Regions from separate parts of the Mus musculus genome. Here all the other regions are linked to region 3. A link is a contact called in public HiChIP or PLAC-seq data. All regions are on one chromosome and are shown on one strand. Each heading gives the region's core, a stretch centred on a gene start, on an enhancer-like site or on the middle of the called end of the contact. The rest is flanking DNA. Distances are from core to core; before and after follow the strand shown.

Evidence for each region. HiChIP or PLAC-seq counts read pairs in DNA pulled down with a chosen protein or histone mark.
Region 1: an H3K27ac HiChIP or PLAC-seq map of embryonic stem cells shows a contact between it and region 3, with 6 read pairs. The contact joins two enhancer-like sites. A contact is called at or near these places in 2 of 39 promoter capture datasets (embryonic stem cells and trophoblast stem cells), 1 of 15 datasets of contacts at CTCF or cohesin (pro-B cells), 1 of 484 Hi-C or Micro-C datasets (embryonic stem cells), 1 of 115 datasets of contacts at active chromatin or transcription factors (embryonic stem cells) and 2 of 9 other capture datasets (adipose tissue and liver).
Region 2: an HNF4G HiChIP or PLAC-seq map of pancreatic cancer cells shows a contact between it and region 3. The contact joins two enhancer-like sites. A contact is called at or near these places in 4 of 484 Hi-C or Micro-C datasets (the G1E-ER4 cell line, the HL-1 cell line and embryonic stem cells), 3 of 115 datasets of contacts at active chromatin or transcription factors (double positive thymocytes, embryonic stem cells and pancreatic cancer cells) and 2 of 9 other capture datasets (adipose tissue and liver).

Annotation. Positions count from the first base shown.
Region 1 is chr19:43,733,171-43,735,949 of GRCm38.p6, reverse strand. It overlaps Entpd7 (ectonucleoside triphosphate diphosphohydrolase 7), which reads right to left. Exons shown (of 13, transcript NM_053103.5): 13 at 2,097-2,779. Cox15 (cytochrome c oxidase assembly protein 15) reads left to right here. Exons shown (of 9, transcript NM_144874.4): 9 at 1-2,696. Among named protein-coding and RNA genes, the nearest start is that of Cox15, 18 kb to the left of the region's middle. Within about 2 kb of position 1,424, at least 4 of the 459 cell types and tissues checked have an H3K27ac peak or open chromatin away from gene starts, as enhancers often do. A contact at or near this core is called in embryonic stem cells, where this site is marked.
Region 2 is chr19:43,709,817-43,712,810 of GRCm38.p6, reverse strand. It overlaps Entpd7 (ectonucleoside triphosphate diphosphohydrolase 7), which reads right to left. Exons shown (of 13, transcript NM_053103.5): 6 at 973-1,076. Among named protein-coding and RNA genes, the nearest start is that of Entpd7, 22 kb to the right of the region's middle. Within about 2 kb of position 1,395, at least 125 of the 459 cell types and tissues checked have an H3K27ac peak or open chromatin away from gene starts, as enhancers often do. A contact at or near this core is called in the G1E-ER4 cell line and pancreatic cancer cells, where this site is marked.
Region 3 is chr19:43,629,610-43,632,590 of GRCm38.p6, reverse strand. All of the region lies in intron 1 of Gm34922 (a long non-coding RNA gene), which reads right to left. Among named protein-coding and RNA genes, the nearest start is that of Gm4311, 11 kb to the left of the region's middle. Within about 2 kb of position 1,535, at least 50 of the 459 cell types and tissues checked have an H3K27ac peak or open chromatin away from gene starts, as enhancers often do. A contact at or near this core is called in the G1E-ER4 cell line, embryonic stem cells and pancreatic cancer cells, where this site is marked.

The sequences.
Region 1 (2,779 bases), core at 175-2,674, 100 kb before region 3:
TTTTTAACTCTAATAATTATTCTGTGAGTCTCGGTGTATCCTAAAGGATACTGTTCTTAGCTAGTCTTAGCAAAAACAAACGCACATGTGTTTCACTCCTCAAGTCCCAGGCCCTGCTGGGCTTGTGTTATTGCACAAAAGAGGTTCCCTCAACCTCAGAACAAGACTCATCCTAGACCTAAGCGATCACAAGGCCTCTGAACAGGACTGGGCTGGGTTGAAGTTCTGCCAGCTTGTTCCCATTCCCTCCGAATCGCTACCGCACCTACCGTGCCTCATTTAACCTGTTGGGCCTGTGTCAGCAGGGTAGAAACTCCGCTAGACAGGAGCCTTCCAAGAAGGGGACCAGGGCAGCTTGCACACCCTCTGCTTCCCAACTCCAAATCCGCACTCTTCAGTTAGAAGCAATCAGCACAGGGCTGGAGGGTCCAGCCAGAGACCACTCGGAACCGGTTTATAGTCACCCCAAGCACATGGCAACTGGAGTCAGCTCAAGTCTCAGATATTTTGCTGCAGGTTTTTGTTTGTTTGTTTGTTTGTACTACAGTTAAGCATGTTCGGAACAGATCCAATATTTAGCTGTTTAACTGCTTTATGGTATATATATATATATATATATATATATACACATACATACACACACACACACACACACACACACACCCTAAATACACCCTAATACAATTATTGATTTATGCCCCAAATGTCTATTTCAGAAAAATCCATTGCACACTTAAAGGATTAAATAATTTCTTTTAATGTTTTCAACAGTCTGTCCACAATTCTGTCAATTGTTTTTAATTTATAAATAAAGGTAATTAAAACATGTATTTTCAGTCAGCTAACCCAGGATTTTTGTTTGGGATTGATTAGGCCATTAACTCTTATGACATCATTTAATTTTTCTAAGAATTTACTTATTATTGTGTGTGCATGTACATGACAGGGGATATGCATTGTACATGCACGTGCATGCAGAGAAAAGGGGACAACTCCTGCGAGTTGGTTCTCTCCTTCTGTCTTTGTGTGGCGATTGCTTTGTACCGCTGAGCTGTCTCACTGGCTCAGGTTTGCGTCTTTAACCTGCACTGAGATCTGGTTTCCTGCGGCAGGGTCAGTGAGACTGCCTGAAGTGAAGTTGGTTGCAAAGACCAGCTCTGATAATCAGGAGTTTAGAATAGCAGTTTACCTGCAGCCCTCCTGGTCTTGGGGTGAATGGGGGGTTCTATGTGGGCATATGCCACACAGAGCCACATAAGACGCTGCACATTTTCTAGAGCTCCACATCTATCAGAATATTAAGAACTATTCCATGAAATTTAAGAATTCCACAAAAATTCGTTTTTCCACCGCCTGGCTGACAAAATTCTTAACGTAAAGCATGTAAAAAGAGCCGCCTCAGCCACCGGAAGCAGGGCGGTCCCAAAGCCTTTGTCCTTAAGGTCATGGGTCACAGTGGAAGGAGCCGTAGCCACTGCAGAGACCGTGCTAAAGGTAGAAATCCTGGAGGAGATGTAGTGTATACTCCAGCTTCAACTAAACGGACAGTGTGGGACAGCGTGGAAGGAGAACTTGAACAGAAACCTGACCGGTTGGAGGGCCCGGGATCCCTGCTGGCAGAGGCGGGCTTGAGTAAAGGGGCAGAGCCGAAATCAGGCTGGACTCACCAGGACCCCCTTCAAACTGTGCGGTAGCTCAGATTGAGAATGTCCTCCAAGGGCCATCTGTTAAAGGCTTGGTCCTCATGGTGGCATCGTTGGGAATGGTGGGACCCTCGTGGCCAAGCTTCCTAGAAGGTCTTCACATCATTGGAGGATGAGTGAGACTCCCAACTCCATCCTTTCTTGCATCCTGGTCATGAGCTAAGCATCCACTCTGCGTCACATGCCTGCTGCAACGTACACTTCACTGCGGGCTCAGAGCAGAGGGACACTTGACTACTGAGTTGACCATCTACAGCTGTGAGCCAGAACAACCCGTTCTCTGTATAAACGATCTCAAGTGTTTGGTTACAGTAAACGGACTAGCAGCCTGGGGGTGGGGGTGGGAGTCAGGGGTCTGGTAGTAATTGTCCTGCTTTAAGGAGAGGCTCAGGAATAGACACATCTTCAAGCTTGTCTGACATGCAGGCATGGTTAAACAGCCTATGACTCAGAACATTTTCAACTCAAGTTTTCATGCCATGGAAGCAATGGCCTGGTTCATATTTGAAAAACTGGAAGCCCTTATAGCATGAGCAATAATTCCATTTTACAATATAAAAAAAGTCTTTTTATTGCTCCGATTTCCAGAAATGAAAATGGTCTGCTGGTGTGTGGTTCTCCTCTGTCCTTCTAATGATAGTATTAACAAACAAAAATAATGAACTACTAGGCCAAGGGGAAATATGAAACCCTTCAAAGACAGCCGATGGGGATATAAAACAAGACAAAGCTGGCTTAAAATAGAACCTTAACAAGCCTCCCACCAAAACAGAAAGCCTGGAATGGACAGGAACCCACGCAGGGTACAACAGCTTTTCCAGTTCGATCACATCCAAGTTAGGAGGAGGGTGAAGGTCAAGGACAGAGCCACCCACCATACAGACCATTACCTAAAAGTATTTGATTTCAATCATTGTTTTGCAATCATGGTTTACAAAAATATTTGTTATTCTGTATTGTTAGTCAAAGGTGCCAAAACTTGGTTCTTAGTCCTCATTTTTGAACATACTAATTTTTATAATGCCAGCAAAATCTTCACGAGTTTGGCAGAAGTCTACCTTCCCCACAGCAAAGAC
Region 2 (2,994 bases), core at 146-2,645, 80 kb before region 3:
CTCTGGGATTACAGGTGTGTGTTGCCACACCTGGCTTTTTATGTGAGTGCTGAGGGATCTAACTCAGGTCCGCACGCTTGTGTGGCAAGTCCTTTACCAACTGAGCCATCTCCCCAGGCCCAAGGTCACCTTCTTTCAAAAACTGGGGCTAACTGGGCACAGTGGTGCATGCCTGTAATCTCAGAGAAGTAGCGGAGACAGGAGGATTGCCAGCCAGCAAGTTCTTGGGCTACACAGTGAGACCCTGTCTCAAAGACAGAAAAGAAGTGGTAGCAAATTATTACTTTGGGTGTGTCTGGGCCACATGAGAATATCAATACAGTGGTGTATTAAGGAAGAAAGAGAACTGCACAGTAATTGCAATAAAAGGAAAACCCAAAACAACAGTACCTCAGCCTGATCACTCCTTGAGTTAAGGTCTCCCCACACCTTAAAGTAATAACTTGTTTCACACTTAAATGTAAACTATCCATAACTCCTAGGGCTGTTTGTTCCAAAAGTGCAACTAGCTAATCAAAGGTCCGTTTGGAATCATTAAATACTAAGCAGGGTGCTCAGTACTGTTAAATCCAGATATGTGTGACCTCTAGATGCAGCCATGTGAAACAGATCACTCGTGCAGAATGTGCAAAAAGACCATGCAAGCTGGGCAGTGGTGGCGCACGCCTTTACTCCCAGCACTTGGGAGGTAGAGGGAGGCGGATTTCTGAGTTTGAGGCCAGCCTGGTCTACAGAGTGAGTTCCAGGACAGCCAGGGCTATACAGAGAAACCCTGTCTCAAAAAAAACAAAACAAACAAACAAAAAAAAGACCATGCAGCTGAACCAAGCCAATCCTTGAGGTGCACAGAGAAATCCCAAACACCTGCTGAGGAGCCCCAGCTCCGCCCCGCCCAGCCCCGCCCTGCCCCACCCCGCCCAGCCCCGCCCAGCCCCGCCCTGCCCCACCCCGCCCAGCCCCCCCGCTCAGTACCTTCCTGTTTCCCAGAGATCACTTCGGCCTGAGACTGTGAAAAGAGGAAGTCAAACTCCAACGGCAAATCTTTCACTAAATCTGCCAAGATAGCCAACTGTTGCCTGAGGAAGAGAAAAAAAGAAAAAGAAAAAAAAAAAATCCCCAAGTTAATTATTAACCACCTTTTCACCTGCCACCAAGGTGGCCCCTGAGGCTAGGGTAGAAAGAGTGCTTGAGCCCAGCAGCGGAGGGCTAGCCTGGGGAACATAGTGAGTCCCCATCTCTTAAGCAAAATGAAAACCTCTTCTCACAAACGCCTTCCGTTTAGTCTTGTTATGATGCCGCTCCATCTACCGCGTGCCCTTGTCTAACTCTGCGCCCTTTTGGTTCCTAGTTTGTCTTCAGAGGTTCAAACTGCATGCAAAGAGCAGGCTCCTATACAAAAGGCAACGCCCTTTAAATACTGCCTAGCTCAGCGTTGAGCGAGGAGCACATGGCTTCATACCTCTGGGAGAGGATGAGTAAGTCAGGAAATCACAGATCCACGGTCCATAAAATACAACTACATTATTCCTAACCACTGTGATAGCAAGACGTCAATTACAGAACACAAACTCGCCCTCAGAGCTTACACAATACAGACAATGCCTCGTGACTACACAGTCTATAATGGGAGTCCCACAGGCTTTGACATAATCTTTTATGTAAGCTAACGATTAACTTTTTAATCTCCTTTTCCACGTTTCAAGGGTTGACTTTTTTCTGTATAAAAACCTTATCATTTGAAAAACCCAGATGAGGTTCAAAACCCAAAGTTCGTAAGAATTTTCATTTCAAGGGTGTGACATTTGAAACTTAGTACCTATGTAGTACTTTTGTTTCTTCTGAGATTTTAAATGCTTCCCTGGGATTATTAGACAAAGTAAAAATAAATAAAGCAAAGGATAATAATGTGAGTCCAAGGAAAATGTTAGTTAAAAATGAGACCAGCAGTCATCTCAGATTTGTACTGGGTGTGTGTGCGAGTGTGTGTGTGTGTGCGAGTGTGTGTGTGTGTGTGTGTGTGTAAGCCAGGAGTTGGCACTGGTGTCTTTCTCAACTAGTCTCTTCCTTTCCAAAAACATTAGATTTACTCATTTTATGCGTGGTTTGCCTACTCGTATATATGTACCACATGCAAGCTTGGGCCTGTAGAAGTCAGAAGAGGACATCAGATCCCCTGGGGCTAAAGTTACAGATGTCTGTGAACCACTATGTGTGTGTCAGGAATAGAACCCAGGTCTTAAACAAGAACAACAAGTGCTCCTAACCAGTGAGCCACCTCTCCAGCCCTCTACACTAGCCTGGGTCTTTTCAGTGAACCTGGAACCTTCTGGTTTGGTTAGACTGGCTGCGGAACAGAGCAGAGCCCTGGGTTACAGAGAAGACTCTCTGTCCCGGCTTCTTTCCAAGCACTTTTATATTGAAATGTCCTACAGTTAAGAAAAAAAAAGAGTCTCACCAACATGACTTCCAAACCATGAACTGAGCAGGGGTAATACCAATGAGCATGCCAAAGCGGACAGGGAAAAGGCCACAGGTCTCAGCCCAACACAAAGGGGTACAGGCAACCAAGGGAAATGGAGAGCAGGAAAGGTGGTCTTCCGCAGGGAAGAGAACACCAGTTGGCTGTCCGATGCCAAATGGTCAGCCGAAATAATACTATTTATTTATGTACATAGATATTCCTAAAAATTACTCACTCAGTGTGTATAGTATTATTAAACATTATTATTATTAAACATATAATAACAGTGAAGGAGAAAAGAGGCCATGTATCTGAAGGAGAATAAGGAGATAGATATGGGTTTGGAAAAAAGAAAGGGAAGGGAGAAATGTTGTAATATTATAATCTCAAAATTTTTAAAGATATAACACTGTAAATAACTTTGTGCAATTGTTAAGGGTATTTCCATTCTAAGAGGGAAGTAGAAAGTTTCTGCTTGTAGGCAAAGTGCAAACAAATTCAAACGTGATCCAAGTGATTCATGAGCACTGCTC
Region 3 (2,981 bases), core at 286-2,785:
TGAGTCTCCGCTTTCGACTCTTTTGGCAATATGGCACACCTACATTTTCAGGGCCACGTGGTATTTCTAAGTTCAGCTTTTTAAGGATCCGTCATACTGGTTAACTTAGTAGCTGTATCTTTTTACAGTCCCACCAACAATGTATTAAGCGTGAGCACCCCAGTCTCTGCATACCTTCCTTTTGAGACAGGACCTCATTATTTGTTTGTTTAACTTACTAAAGAGGTACGTTTGTTTTTAACCAATTAATTAATTAGTATGTGTGTGTGTGTGTGTGTGTATGTGGTGTCTGTAATGTGTATGTATGTGTGTATATGTATGTGGCGTGTGTATATGTGGTATGTATGTATATGTATGTCTGTGTATGTGTTTGTGGTGTGTATGTGTATGAATGTGTATGTATTCATGTGTATCAGTGTATGTATATGTGTATATCTATGTGTATATGTGTATGTATGTGTATATATATATATATGTGTGTATGTGTGTAGGTGTGTATAGTGTATATGTGCATGTCTGTGTGTAAGTGAATATGTGTGTATATGTATATATGTGTGTATATGTGTATGTGTGTATATGTGAATGTATGTATATATATGTGTGTGTGTATATGTGTGTATAGTGTATGTGTGTATGTATATGTGCATGTCTGTGTATAAGAAATATGTGTATATATGCGTGTATATGTGTGTATATGTATATATGTGTGTATATGTGTATATATATATGTATGTATGTTGTATGTGATCAGACTCTACTCATTTGTGGTCCTGGGGATTAGAACTCAGATGCTCCTGCTTGGTTAGCAGTGCTCTTAACTGCTATGTGATCTCTCCAGCCCCTGGTCTCACTTATTTAGACAAAACTGGCCTTGAACTTGCAGCAATCACTCTGCCTCAGCTTTCACCCTCCCTAATCTGCCACACACACCCCTTGACTGGTGTGAGATAGCCCCATCTTCAGCTTTAACAGGATCCTCACCATGATTGCTGCCCACACCAGGACTGTAGCCATGTCAGCAGCCGGAAGTGAAGAGCAGGGAGCCCTGGAAATCTGAAACGCCAGCCAGGGATTTGGCCAACATCATCAGTCAGTCAGAGGTTGAGAAGGTAAAACATGCATTAGTTCCTCACAGAAAGCAGCTTTAGTCTGTCTGTCTGTCTTTTTTTCTCTCGTTCTTTCTTCCTCTACATTTTAGGAGTATAGTCTGAAACCGTTGACTTAAATGGCCTTAGGCTTACCAAGTGAGAATCTGGGACACTGAGACAGGCAATCAGAGAATACAGCTTGGGATATGGGCAGCCACTCTGGGTTAGATCAAAGAAATGGGCAAATCCTGCTTCCCCACAGCAGCCTTCGTCAATATTTGAAACAACAATAACTTTTAGATGTAAAGCATACAAAGGAGAACCTTGTGTTTCTTTCTGAAGAGCCTGTGTTCCTCCCCAGCCAGCAGGAGGCTTCCATCTTGGCTTGTTTTCTGGACGGGAAACAGTGCCCAAGGCTTTCTAGTGGTGAATGTGTGCCCCCTGGTGGTCACTTTCTGTAACACTGACGCCACCCAAGGGCAGTGACTCAGCTTTAACTCATCTTGAGTGGGAATGGAGAGGACTTCGAAGTGCTCTCTCTCTCTCTCTCTCTCTCTCTCTCTCTCTCTCTCTCTCTCTCTCTCTCTCTCTCGATTTTCTGTGGAAATTTGCATGCTGGTGGTACTTCCTGGAACACAGGGGGAACATCAACTTTTTTTAGTGCTTCCATACCTCAGCATGTTCTGCCCAACACTGTCAGGTGGGGCAGGTATGGAACACTAAGCCACATGTAGTTAGTATTTGGCGTCTGCTGGAGCCTACATTAACCCCTCTCTTGATTGGTGTCTGGAGGCCGCACTGGAGATGCTCGGGTGTAGGCAGTGTCTGTCCTTTCTGTGTCTACACTGTTTCTCTCTGGGAGCCTTTGATCCTGCAGGGTGGTGAGGGTCTGTCTATCCACGCAGCCCTTCCTCCTTTGCCTTGTTAGAAAACGCTGCCTGCGCCTCAGAGAGTGCTGCTTAACTCAAGGTTGCCTCTTTCTCTGATCCCTGACTGCTCTGAAGGGAGAAGCGTTCCTTTGCCATAATATTGCCCTTGCTATAGGCTAAAGAGCAAGGGAAACAGCTAGTTACGGAGGGAGCGTTTGAGACTATGAATCAAAATACGTTTCTCCTTTCAAAATAAACAAATTAACAAACCTAAGATTATATATATTCCTCCAAGCCTAAAATGCAACATTTCCCACAATATATAAGCAATTTAATGTTACCTATAACAATTAAATATAAATAATTATATATAATTAAATATATTTAACCAGTTAAACGTTAAAATTAGAAACTACTTTGCCATCAATGTTAAAGAAACCTTGCTCCCTCCATTTCCTCAGCACGGTGGAACCTCTGAGTGGTGATCACCCTCTGAAAAGGTAAAAAGGGTAGGACCCAGGGGAGCCTTCTTTCCGACACACAAGACAGGGGCCTAAATGCAAACCACCATGGTCGGTGAACACACCACGGATTTTCATGAGAGGACCTGTTTCTCACTGACTTATAAGTGAGTCACATTTCCCCCCCAATGAAAAACAACCTAATACCTTACCATGCTTATTTCAATGCTAACGGAAGACATCATGGCCTGAAGCCTCCCAGTAGCAATGGCTATGTCACTGGATGTTAGCTGGTGGCCTCTGAGTTACCAACAGCCCTGCATTAAGGTTCTGACCTCGCCTGTGCACATACTCACTAGTCACAGTGTAAAAACCACAAACATCCGGTAGCTGACCGAATTTCTCCAGCACCTTGGACTTCTGAGGTAGGAATGTGCTTTTGGTAGGTGTGGAGCCCGTAGAGTCCACGGACATTACAGAAAGCCTCCTGGGAGCCAGTCATCCCGTCACCCCTTGGCTCACTGAAGGTCCTGCGAGGTAGGTACTAAGATCTCACTGTATTC